Regions from separate parts of the Sus scrofa genome. Here regions 1 and 2 are each linked to region 3. The links are chromatin contacts, called in public HiChIP or PLAC-seq maps. All regions are on one chromosome and are shown on one strand. Each heading gives the region's core, a stretch centred on a gene start, on an enhancer-like site or on the middle of the called end of the contact. The rest is flanking DNA. Distances are from core to core; before and after follow the strand shown.

Region 1 (3,891 bases), core at 151-2,650, 360 kb after region 3:
GCCACCAAGGGCAAACAGAACCGGAGCAAGGTCAGGGACAGGTCTCTGAAGCAGAATGAAGCCGGGGGGGCAAGAGAGCTCACAGGCCTTCTCTCCACCCCCAGGAGTTAGTGATGAGAAAAGAGAGCGGAGCATGCCCCTGGCCTATCACGGTCCCCAGCCACCAAGCCTCTCTAGTCACATTCTAGCCTGGGTGGGGTAGAGGGTTGCTGTGAATTGGGTAAGAGGTTGAAGTTTTTGCTTTGTTTTTTGTCTTTTTTTTTTTGCCTTTTCCAGGGCCAGCATATGGAGGTTCCCAGGCTAGGGGTCGAATTGGAGCTGTAGCTACTGGCCTACACCAGAGCCACAGCAACACGGGATCCAAGCTGAGTCTGCAACCACAGCTCACGGCAACGCCGGATCGTTAACCCACTGAGCAAGGGCAAGGACCGAACCCGCAACCTCATGGTTCCTAGTTGGATTCGTTAACCACTGCGCCACAAGGGGAACTCCGAGATTGAAGTTTTAAACTGGACGGGTCTAGGTTTAAATAACTGAATGAGGAGTTCTCATTGTGGTTTGGTGGGTTAAGAACCCAGCTAGTATCCATGAGGATGTGGGTTTGATCCCTGGCCGTGCTCAGTGGGTGAATGACCCAGTGTTGCTGTGGCTGTGGTGTAGGCCGGCAGCTGCAGCTTTGATTCACCCCATGGCCCGGAAACTTCCATGTGCTGCAGATGTGGCCCTAAAAGAAAAGACCAGAAGGTTATTAAAACTGCCTGTGGTGTTAAAAAAGAGGAAAGAGGAAAGGGAATGATGAGGAAGATTAAAAAGACCCAGAATTTCTTCATGCAACTACCTCAACAGGTTGAACCAAACTCCTCAGCAACCAGGTGTGCTAAGAAAATGACCACTGGCCTCCCATCTCCATAGTGAGGCATCCCTCCCACCTGAGCCGAAGAGAGCACCTGGGGACCAGAGCACCTGCCAAAGAGCCTGAGCTTCACCTTGACTGGGCCGCCTTGGCTGACAAGCCTCTCTTGAACCCATCCCTGGACCGAAGAGGTGGCAGGTACTGATTGTTCGAGCTCAGGTCATATTTCTACCCCTGGAGGTGGCCTCCCCGGGACCACAGCATTCCCAGAAGGGAGGTGGGAACTGCAGGGAAGAAGGAAGGAAGGATGAATTGGGGGAAATTTCGCGTTGGGGAAACTTTTGGCATAAAGTTTCTGTCCCAGGAAGAGAGTGGAACCAAAACAAAAACGTACAGGAGTTTTATAATTCCCAGAATAACAGCCATTGACACGCTTAAAGATGACACTAACGGGGGGGTTGGAGCAGCAGGGCAGAGTTAAATATCCCGGCAGTAAGGAAAAGGAGGCCCTGTTCCCCGGTGGCCCAGTGAAGGACTCAGCATTGTCACCGCTGTGGCTGCTGTGGCTCAGTACAGGAACTTGCGCAGGCCGTGGGTGCAGCCAAAACAAACAAACGAGAAAGATTTTTAAAAAGAAAGAACGAAACAGGCGGCCAGGAGAGCTCTGAGCTGAGGGCGAGCTCCTGGGGGCTGGGAGGGGCCTCTGGATGAAGGGAGGGCAGGAAGGGGAGCTTCGGGACTAAAGGCACGTCTGAAGGGGATTTTCCGAAGTGAAATGGTGAAAGTGAAAGTGAAGGAAGCCAAGAGCAGAGCCCTCGCCCCCGTTTTCCCGTGTGAAATCAGCAGTTACAGGGTCAGTCTCTTCGGCTGTGGGCATGACGACCGAATGCAAGGTGGCAGCCAGGACTGGGTCCTGGGACAAAAGTGGGACATGGCTGCAAACGCTGGTGAAGTCCACTTACAGCCTCGAGTGTAGTTCATAGCCACTGTTGGAGGTTCCCCCCACCCCCCGCCAAAAAAGAGAGAGAGAGAGAGAGACAAAAAATAGTAATTAATGTCAATTTCTTTGTTGTGACAGTGTGTCTGTCCCTTAGAACGTACCATGTTAACGAAGGAAACTGGGTAACGGGTATAGGAGACATCTCCGTACATTTTTGCAACTTTTCCATAAATCTACAGTTATTCCAGATAAAGTTTATTTATGTATGTATTTGTTCATTTATTTGTCTCTTTAGGGCCACACCCGTGGCCCAGAGACGTTCCCAGGCTAGGGGATCGAATCAGAGCTGTAGCTGTCGGCCTCCACCACAGCCACACAACACAGGATCCGAGCCACGTCTGTGACCTACACCACAGCTCACGGCACCGACGGATCCCTGACCCACGAGCGAGGCCAGGGATCGAACCCACGTCCTCAGGGATACTCGTCAGGTTCGTTGACCACTGAGCCATGACGGGAACGCCTAAAGTGTATTTTTAAAAGAGTCCCTTTCTCGTAGCATAAATTCACATTTACTGTGTGGAGGGGCACTGCTTCTGGCATTTCACATATAAGTAAACTCTAGGTATTGTGGTGTCCCTGGCACCGTGTGGGGCGGTAGAGAGAGGAAGGAGCCAAGTGGCATTCATAACAGGATCCTGTGGCCTGAGTGCGAGAGGATGAGCTGAAGTTATGATGCACTTGGCAGCGGGCAGGGCACACAACTTGTGCCCGGAAAAGATCAGCATATCTGGAGATGTTATAAAGGCCTGCCCTCTCCCCTCGGCCTCCCACAGCCCCGGGTCCCTCCTCCCTGGGTTTGGGAGGTGGGCTGTGCCATCAGTGGGTTAGCTGAGTTTTTCCATAGGGCCGAGAACCCCAGCCTAGGTGCCTTTGCCTCTGTGGGGCAGGTTGGCTACGTCTTCCCTCCTGCCCCGTGTGTGGACAAATGAGATGACTGTGCTGGGTTCTGACCTGACTAATTTCATTTAATCCTTCTATCAACCTGGAAGGGTAGCAATCACTGTCTCCATTTTACAGATGGGGAAACAGAGGCTGCAGAGCCTGGTATTTGCTTTCCCTCAGAGCAACCTCTTGAGACGAATAAGACAAACAGCACCAGTAACTGTGGGGCCAGTTGAGCTGATAAGCAGAAAAAAAAAAAAAAACAAAAACTGGAAGAACATGGAGAGGAAAGGTCACTTCTGTGTCCCTCAGTCAGCAGACTTTGGAGCCAAGAAGTTTTCCAGGGAGAAGGGGACGAAGAGAACATTCGAGATGAGGAAATAGTGAGAAGCCTGGCACCGAGCTGGAACACCTGGAAATCTGGCAGTGCACGGGCGGGGTGCCTGGGTGGGTTGGAGCCCAGGATCCAGGCAGGGAGTGGGCTGAGACCAAAGCAGAGAGGGCCGGGACCCCAAAGCACACTTTACACCCTGCTGCGCAGGCTCTGCTGCCTTTCGGGATCTGCCCTGAGGCTGCCGTCAGCGGTGCATCATTCGTGGCTCAGGAGCCCCCCGCCCCAAAAACTCTGGTTCTATCAGAAGCCTCTGCTAAGGCCTCTATGGGTCAGTGCTGGGAGGACTCAAAACGGAGCCTAGACGGAAGAAGCAGTTTCGTATCTATCTTGTGCCAAGCCCTACAATGGGCGGTGGGGACCGGGACACTCAGTCCCTTTCCCTAGAGCGTTTGAGTTGGGGAGTATCCCCACTGCCATGCGCCATGTGGTCAGCTAGTCCCTGAGAATCAGGGCTCAGGACTGTGGAGGCCCAGGGGGGACCCCCAGCCTCTGGGGGGAAGGGGCGGGATTCCCAGCCAGACCTCACCAACCTGGTGGCAGGGTAGCCAGCATGATCAGCAGTGCCAGGGGAAGGAGAACCCAGGTTCTATTCTGGCTGCCTCTCCAGGAGGAAGTCAGATCCAGGAGGTGGAGGGCCCAGCAGGGTGAGCCAGGCCTCCACCCCCGGGCGGCCCCCTTCCTCCGGGAGGGTGTTCTGGGCATGGCCCCGTGGTGACGCTGGACCGGAGCTGGGCTCCCAGCCGACGTGCTGGCCTCTCG
Region 2 (3,770 bases), core at 405-2,904, 380 kb after region 3:
ATGAAGCATGAATTGAGGGCAGAGACGGAAGGAGCCCTCTGGTTTCAAGGCTCAGGTGAGAGAAGATGAACCATAAACACAGACGAGGCTCATGAGAGGGAGAAGCGGACAATCCCCGGACACCCCTGAGGGGCGGCCAAGCCTGAGCGAAGGACTGGGGGAGGGCTGCGAGGGGCCGAGAGGGGGCTCCAGGATTTTAGGTCCGTGGTCCAGGGGACCCGCTGACTGAAGGTGCCCTTGCTGAGGCTGAGGCAGGAGCAGGTTTGGGGAGAGACCAGAGCTCGCCTCTGGACACACCGGGAGATGGTATGACTGGAGGTGGCGCTGTCCAGACCGGTCAGAGGGCTGGGCCAGGCAGTCTGGACAGGCCTCTGAGTGACAGTCTCTGGATGATCTGAAGTTTCACACGTGCCCCCAAGACAGTCCCTGACACCTGACCCACCCATGGTCTCCAGGACAGAAATGACCAGGGCTTGGGTCTCAGGGAACAGGAACAGCAAAGGGTCTGACCGGGAGAGAAGGGAGGGTTTGGGCCTAAAGATAAGCGACACCCCCAGAGTATAATACATCAACAGAGGTTGGTGGTGGTAATGGTGCCTACAAAATTAGCCTAGAGAAGAATCTGACACTGGAGTTTCCGCCGTGGCTCAGTGGATGACAAATCGACTAGTATCCATGAGGACGCGAGTTCGATCCCTGGCCTTGCTCAGTGGGTTAAGGATCCGGTGTTGCTGTGAGCTGTGGTGTAGGTCGCAGACACGGCTAGATCTCGCGTTGCTGTGGCTGTGGTGTGGGCCCTTGGCTACAGCTCCGATTGGACCCCTAGCCTGGGACCCTCCATATGCCACGGGTGTGGCCCTAAAGAAGACACCAACAAAAAAGAGACGCCAAGGTTTTGTTTCTTCAGGGTTTTGAGATGTCCCAGGGGAGCTTTATAGCTGACAGTGAAGTAGGCCCATAGAAATTATCAGAGGAGCAGAAGGTACGTTTGTGAGAAAATGTCAAAGCAATAACCAGAGAGAGGTCACGAACTGCGGCCAGGACCTTCCCATCAGCACGTGCCTCTTTTCGCCCCAGAGGAGGCCAGGACTTGACAGAGCGACTACCAGTTATCTCTGCATTAAAAGGGAAGTGCGTTGTGCAAACCTGCCATGAGAACATAGCTGTTGGCCAGGACTGGGTAGCTCTGCCAAGCAGCTCGAGGGGCTGGTGCAGAGGTCTGAGGTGCAGCGGGAATGAGAAGTCAGGAGTTCCCTGGCGGCCCAGCAATGAAGGATTCAGCGTTCTCTCGGCTGTAGTGCAGGTTCCATCCCTAGCTTGGGAATTTCCACGTGCTGCAGGCTTGGCCAAACAACAACAACTACTAATACAGAGAAAGAGGAAGCCAAAGACAGGCTTAGAGATGAGTCAGCCCCAAGCTGTCATTGTACAAAGAAGGGGAATGAGGACTAGTACGGGCTGGGGACAGGTAGGTAATGTGACAAAACGGACAGGTCCTCAGCTCCTCGCAGGGCCACACCGGGTGGGAGTAGTCCACTCGGTGTCACTCTGGAATTGACCCCCCCACCCTCACCCCAGGCATATCCAGGTGTTGTCTGGGCCAGAGGCTGCTCTGGGACAGACAGGTGAGAGCCCAACCCCTCACGCAGTGCCGGGCCTGGGCTGTTCCTCTCCCCCCTGGCTCCCCGCTGAGCCTGCCCTGCACGGTTAAGGGGTGGGGGTGGGGGGCCCGGGGGCCTCTGCCGCGTGTTCCCTACAAGGTGAGATGTGTTTCCCTGTGCGCAATTTCCTTCAACAAAGTCCCGTTCAGCACCTGCTCAGTGCCAGGCACCGCCCTGGGATCTGGCGAGAGTGAACAGACTCAGGAGGGAAAACGAGATGAAGAAGCGCAGAGCGGGGTGGGGGCGGGGACCGAGCACTGGGTAGAAAAACCCTTGTCTGCCTAGCGGACCGGCTGGGTGATTTTGAACGCGTCCCGGCCCCTCCCCCGACCTCAGTGCCCTCGGTGGGAATTGTGCTGAGTCATCTCTGAAGTGCCAGAGGCGGGGTGATCAGGCCCCGCCCGCCAAGTCCAGCCCCACTCCCTGGCTCCCACCCTTGAAACACCCCCCCACACCCCCAACTCCCATCCCCTCCCCAGCTTTTTTGGGCCCTAGCCCAGCAGGAGAAGAGGAGCCCAAGGCCTCAGAACAGCTCTAGATGTCACCTGACAGGTGGAGGTGACTCACCTGGGGTGGGGGTGGGGGGTCAGGATCCAGGAAACTGCCTGGAGGTACATTAACCTGGAGCCTCCCTGCCCGGCCTTACCTGGGAGGCCCCGGCCTTTCCTAAACCCCTATCCCCAAGGGGTCCTTCTGCTCTCCAGGAGGCCCAAGTCCAGCCAAGGAGTAGCGAGGAGCCCAAGGGCTTGCCAGCACGTGTCCCCTTGGGGCCTCGGACCCCAGTCCACATACGGGGAGAGGGATGAGACTCAATCTTCAGTACCCCTTCCATCTAAGTTCCGGCTTTGCTGAGTATTGCGGGAGGCCCACCACCTCTCTGATGGCTCTTCAGATGCTCAAGACAGGGGGAGTGGCAGGGTCTGAAACTGGGGGTGGGGGAAAGTGTTGCCAGGTTTAGCAAATACAAAGATAAGCAATGAATAACTTTTTAAGGAGTTCCTGTTGTGGCTCAACTGGTTACAAACCCAACTAGTATCCATGAGGATGCGGGTTCGATCTCTGGCTTCCCCAAGTGGATTAAGGATCCGATGTTGGCATGAGCTGTGGTGTAGGTCACAGACGTGGCTTGGATCCTGAGGTGCTGTGGCTGTGGCCTGGGAGGGCAGCTACAGCGCCGATTGGATCCCTCTCCTGGGAACCACCATGTGCCACAGGTACGGTCTTCAAACTGTGCATACACACACACACACACACACACACACACACGAAAAGCTTTTTAGTAGAAGCATGTCCTCAATATTACTTATGTTAATAATTATTCATTGTTTGCCTGAAACAGCTTTAACCGCGCAACTCATGGTGGGAAGGTCTCTGGAGCCGGACTTCCGCAGAGGAAGGTCCTAGACGCTCGGATGACCAGAGTTCGGCTGCCTACCTCGCTGCTGCTCTTTGAGTCCCTTGTCCATGGGCTTTTCGTTGCCTTGTTGGAAGGTTGGGGGATGAGGTGGGGAGAAGCAGGAGTTGGGGGAAACCAGGAGGCAGAGAGGCCCCAGGAGGCGGCTCCTGAACTCCGCCCACCGTGTCCAGCCAACCTCACACTCCACCCCCGAGGCAGGCTGCTCGCCCCACGGCCTCCCGCACAGCCCGGACTCATTCCTACCTCCACAGCCTTGCTCTATGCCTGCCCCCTCCCCCCACACAACTCTACCCTCCCCAGGGACCCTCCCTCAGCTGTTCTTTAAGCATCGGAGTTCCCAGAGCGCTGTCAGACTCACTGTCACAGCCACTCCATCCACTAAGCGTCTGCCACACGGCAGGTGCCAGACACACAGCAGCGGTCGGGACAGCGCAGCCCCTGCGGCCACGAAGCTCACAGTCTAGCGGGGAGATGGAGACACGATGGCAAACAGGAGGACACTTGACCTTTCACGGGACTGAGGGCCCGTGTGATTGGAGGCTTCGCGAAGGTGGCCCCTACCTGTTCTGTTTTATTCAGACGCACCGCAGAGGGGGCTTCCGTCGATAGCAGTGGAGAAGATACACGCACGGAGGGAGGGCCCCCCAGGAGACCCTCCCCATGGAGCTGGAAGAAGGGCCTGCAGCTGGAGG
Region 3 (3,605 bases), core at 189-2,688:
AACAGAGCTACTGGAGCATCAACTCCCCTGTGCTCAGGACACGCCTCCTCTTCCAGGAAGTCCTCTCAGCTGCTCCCTCCTCTAAACCCACAGAGCTGGGCGCCCTGCTGTGGTGGGCAGGAGAGGGCTGAGGGCCAGGGCTCCCATGGTAGCTCTTCATGCTTCCCGGGCCTGTGCTCACCCCTCAGGGAGCGCACGACGGTAAGGCCCCTCTCCCCCAAGCCATGGCTGGTCTGGCAGCAGGAGAAGTGGGTGCCCACTGGGCCCTATGAAAAGATGAGCGGAGGGCAGAGGGCAGGGCCAGGACACAAATGGGACCTGGTTAGAGAAATCTCTGTCCCCAGTGGCCCAAGCACAGGGTTACTGAGTTCAGCAGGGATGAGAGCAACCGGGGGGAGGGGAGGCCAGCTCAGCCCCCCAGTGACACAGGCACCGCCCCCACATGACCAGAGCTGGCAGGAGGGGCAGAAAGATGCCCACTAAGTGTCAACCCACGGCAGGTCTCCCTGCCACCTGGATGGGGCGAGGGCAAAGGGGCTCAGACTGGAGCTGCCCAGAGTCACGGCACCCTTGACCCTGGCCCTGGGGGAGGCCATGGAGGACCCCTCCGTGGGTGCGGCGAGCCAGACCCAAGATCAGCACCGCTTCCCGGAGGGCAGAGACTCTGCAGAGGAGCAGCCAGAGCAGCCCAGGAAACAGGCCCCGGGGCTCCCCCCGGACCAGGAGGGGGGCTTGTAGGGGGACGGAGGGAGACCCGGAGAGCCAGGGCAGACGGAGGGCAGAGGGAGGGGAGGAAAGGAAAGGGCAGGAGGAAAACCAGAAAACAGAGAGTGAAGGAAGAGAGAAAACTCTGAGTGTGAAACGGGAGGGGCAGGGCCACCACAGAAGCCCGGGGTCAGCCTGCGGGGAGGGGAGGGGAGGGGAGGGGAGGGGAGGACAGGACAGGACAGGGACGGATGGATTCCTGCCCTCCCAGGCCTGCAAGAGGAGCCTCCCCCGGCCCCAGGCCGGCAGCCCAGCCCAGGGCAGCCCCTCGCTCACCTTCAGACGCCTGCTGGGTCCTGGGCCCGAGGGCCCCGGAGGCTCCGGCCAGCGGGCCCAGCGGGCGCCCCGGAGTGCCGTGTGCCAGCCTGCGTCCGACCTGCGCCGGGCCCGCAGCCCCCGGGCCCGTGCCCTGCGGCGTCTGCGTCCGGCACGGCTCGGTGCGCCCGCGCCTTGGGTCAGGGTCTGAGGTCACTTGTCGGAGTGTGAGTTTGTGTGTGTCACTGCGGCCCGTCGGGGGGTGGGGAGCGTGTGTACGTGTGCGCCTGTGTCTGCGTCCAGCTCGGCTCTCGTCCGGCTTCCTGCTCCCCGCCTCCCCCGCCCCTGCGGCCCGGCCAACACCAACACACACACACACACACACACACACACACACACTTCCTGAAAACTGGGCGAGACGGAGACAAGCCACCCAGAATCCCCCGGGGCAACGCTTCCTCTCCGCCCCCAGCCCCCGCCCCGCTGCAGGCTACAGCGGGCGACGAGCCACCCTAGGGCATCCAGCAGGGCCTTATGGGGTGGACACCCCCCCACACTGCCTCCCGCCACCAACAAGGAGGCGCGGGGAGGAGGGAGCCTCTCTGCAGGGAGCAGCTCTGCCTCGGCCACAAGTGAGCGGCTTTAGGAGGACCAGGGACGGGCTGGGCTGCAGGGCAGCCGAACGCACAGGTGGGAGGCCCTGCAGTGTGACTCCGGCTGGCAGTACCCCCCGCCCCGGGCACACGCTCCCTCTTCCTGAGGTATCTCCAGGCACGCAGGTATCAGAGGAGGAAACAGTGGGGGGCCCAGAGCAGCCTCACAGGGACTCTGCAGAGTGACCCGGAACCGGGGTTGGACGTGACCCTCTGTCACTCTCAGGGAGGCAGGCTGAGAGGGTTGCCAGCTATGCCGGAGTAGACGGCCCCCAGCCAAGGGGCAGAGTCTGAACGTGGGCATCCCCCGTGCAGGACTGTGTGACTCCGATCAAGTTTCTCAGCATCTCTGGACTTGGCAGCTCGTCCCCTATTAAATGACGGTGGGGGTGCAGACTCTTTGGGGGTGAAGTGGGGTCCTCCCAGGCCAGGCAGAATAATGAGCCGGGTTCTGAGAGCCTGGCCCAGCCAAGGCAGCGGGAGGGGACCCGATCCCTGTCATTTTCTGCCTGCCTCCCTTGAAGGTCTCTCCCTTCCTGAGATGTCTAGAGCGACAAAGGCTGGGAGGTGAGGAGGGGTCTGGGGTGTCCTGTGCCCTACTGCCCAGGGGGCAGCATGTGCCGAGGGCACTCTCCAGGTGCTAAGGCTGCACGGACAGCGCTGGCGCTCAGTTCCTGGCAGGACAGAAGCCCACACAGGCCTCATTGACTTAGTCACATTCTGAGTGCCGGTTTTACAGCGGGCACCGCCTCAGATGCAGGGATTCAGCAGTAAACCAGACTGACAAGGATCTGGGCCCCAAGGGAGCTGACCTTCCAGAGCGCTCAGCCTCCGGGCAGCACACGCACACAGCACACTCACACACCAGCGCGTCCTCCGTACCCAAATGACACACAGGCCAATTCATGCACACACACTCACACACATGCATGCACACACACGCACACACATACATGTATACATACTGACGTGCACACACACAAAAATGCATGCACGCGCTCACACACACACACATGTATACACTCATATGCATAGAACTCACATGCACTCACACCCATGTGTACGTGTATTCTCACACGTTCACACTAGTGCACACACTCACATGTGTGTATATACATGCACACACATACACAATCACACATATACAACTCATGCACACGCACGCTCATACATTCACGCACTCATGCAATGCTCATATGCACACGCATGCACACATATACATGTATACACATGCACTCACACATATACACGTGTACACACTCGTGCACACACGTGCATGTGCAAGCACATGTGTGCGTGTGCACACACATACATGCATGCACACATGTGCACCCACACGCACCCACACATATACATGCATGCACACGCTCATGAATATGCACGTTGTTGCCATCCCCACAGCATCAGTACATATGGGCGTATGTGTGCACACAGGCCCCAAAAAGTTCACATACACTCCAGCAAGTCACCCACTGAAATCACAGAGATCCCTCCCCACATCACGTATCAGGAGTGTACACAGCCTGCCTTAAACCATGTGCAGAGGCGGAAATACACGCTACTACCTGACGGGTGCACACCTGCAGGTGCATACACACAAGCTAGCCAGTCACGTGGAGTCTCTACCTCGCAAGTACCAGGTGCACACACAGTAGATAATCCCAAATTCTGCCGGCAGCCCATTGATGGGCCAGAGCCAAGCAGAAACGCTCCCCCAGTCACTACACGATCTGGTTCAAGAGGCCCTAAGATTGAGAGAAAGACCCCGTCACTAGAGGGTGTGGGCGAGGACAGGAAGGGCACGTCAGGGGACCCCGCAAAGGGGGGCGGAAGCGGGCCAGGCTGAGCATCTTCCACTCTGACCACAGGGACTGGGGTCACAGAAGGGGCGCGAGGGGACCGGGCAGCCAGCCAGGCTCCACCCTGGCCCCC

Evidence for each region. HiChIP or PLAC-seq counts read pairs in DNA pulled down with a chosen protein or histone mark.
Region 1: a contact with region 3 is called in an H3K27ac HiChIP or PLAC-seq map of alveolar macrophages. The contact joins two enhancer-like sites. A contact is called at or near these places in 1 of 5 promoter capture datasets (fetal skeletal muscle), 15 of 47 Hi-C or Micro-C datasets (alveolar macrophages, brain, embryonic fibroblasts and 11 more) and 2 of 2 datasets of contacts at active chromatin or transcription factors (alveolar macrophages and skeletal muscle).
Region 2: an H3K27ac HiChIP or PLAC-seq map of alveolar macrophages shows a contact between it and region 3. The contact joins two enhancer-like sites. A contact is called at or near these places in 8 of 47 Hi-C or Micro-C datasets (alveolar macrophages, embryonic fibroblasts, epiblast stem cells and 5 more) and 1 of 2 datasets of contacts at active chromatin or transcription factors (alveolar macrophages).

The regions. Positions count from the first base shown.
Region 1 is chr9:7,632,796-7,636,686 of Sscrofa11.1, forward strand. No RefSeq gene overlaps it. Among named protein-coding and RNA genes, the nearest start is that of FCHSD2, 15 kb to the left of the region's middle. Within about 2 kb of position 1,401, at least 47 of the 83 cell types and tissues checked have an H3K27ac peak or open chromatin away from gene starts, as enhancers often do. A contact at or near this core is called in alveolar macrophages, fetal liver, mesenteric adipose tissue and 4 more, where this site is marked.
Region 2 is chr9:7,652,782-7,656,551 of Sscrofa11.1, forward strand. No RefSeq gene overlaps it. Among named protein-coding and RNA genes, the nearest start is that of P2RY2, 33 kb to the right of the region's middle. Within about 2 kb of position 1,655, at least 26 of the 83 cell types and tissues checked have an H3K27ac peak or open chromatin away from gene starts, as enhancers often do. A contact at or near this core is called in alveolar macrophages and fetal liver, where this site is marked.
Region 3 is chr9:7,271,968-7,275,572 of Sscrofa11.1, forward strand. All of the region lies in intron 3 of ARAP1 (arf-GAP with Rho-GAP domain, ANK repeat and PH domain-containing protein 1), which reads right to left. Among named protein-coding and RNA genes, the nearest start is that of ARAP1, 27 kb to the right of the region's middle. Within about 2 kb of position 1,439, at least 53 of the 83 cell types and tissues checked have an H3K27ac peak or open chromatin away from gene starts, as enhancers often do. A contact at or near this core is called in alveolar macrophages, fetal liver, mesenteric adipose tissue and 4 more, where this site is marked.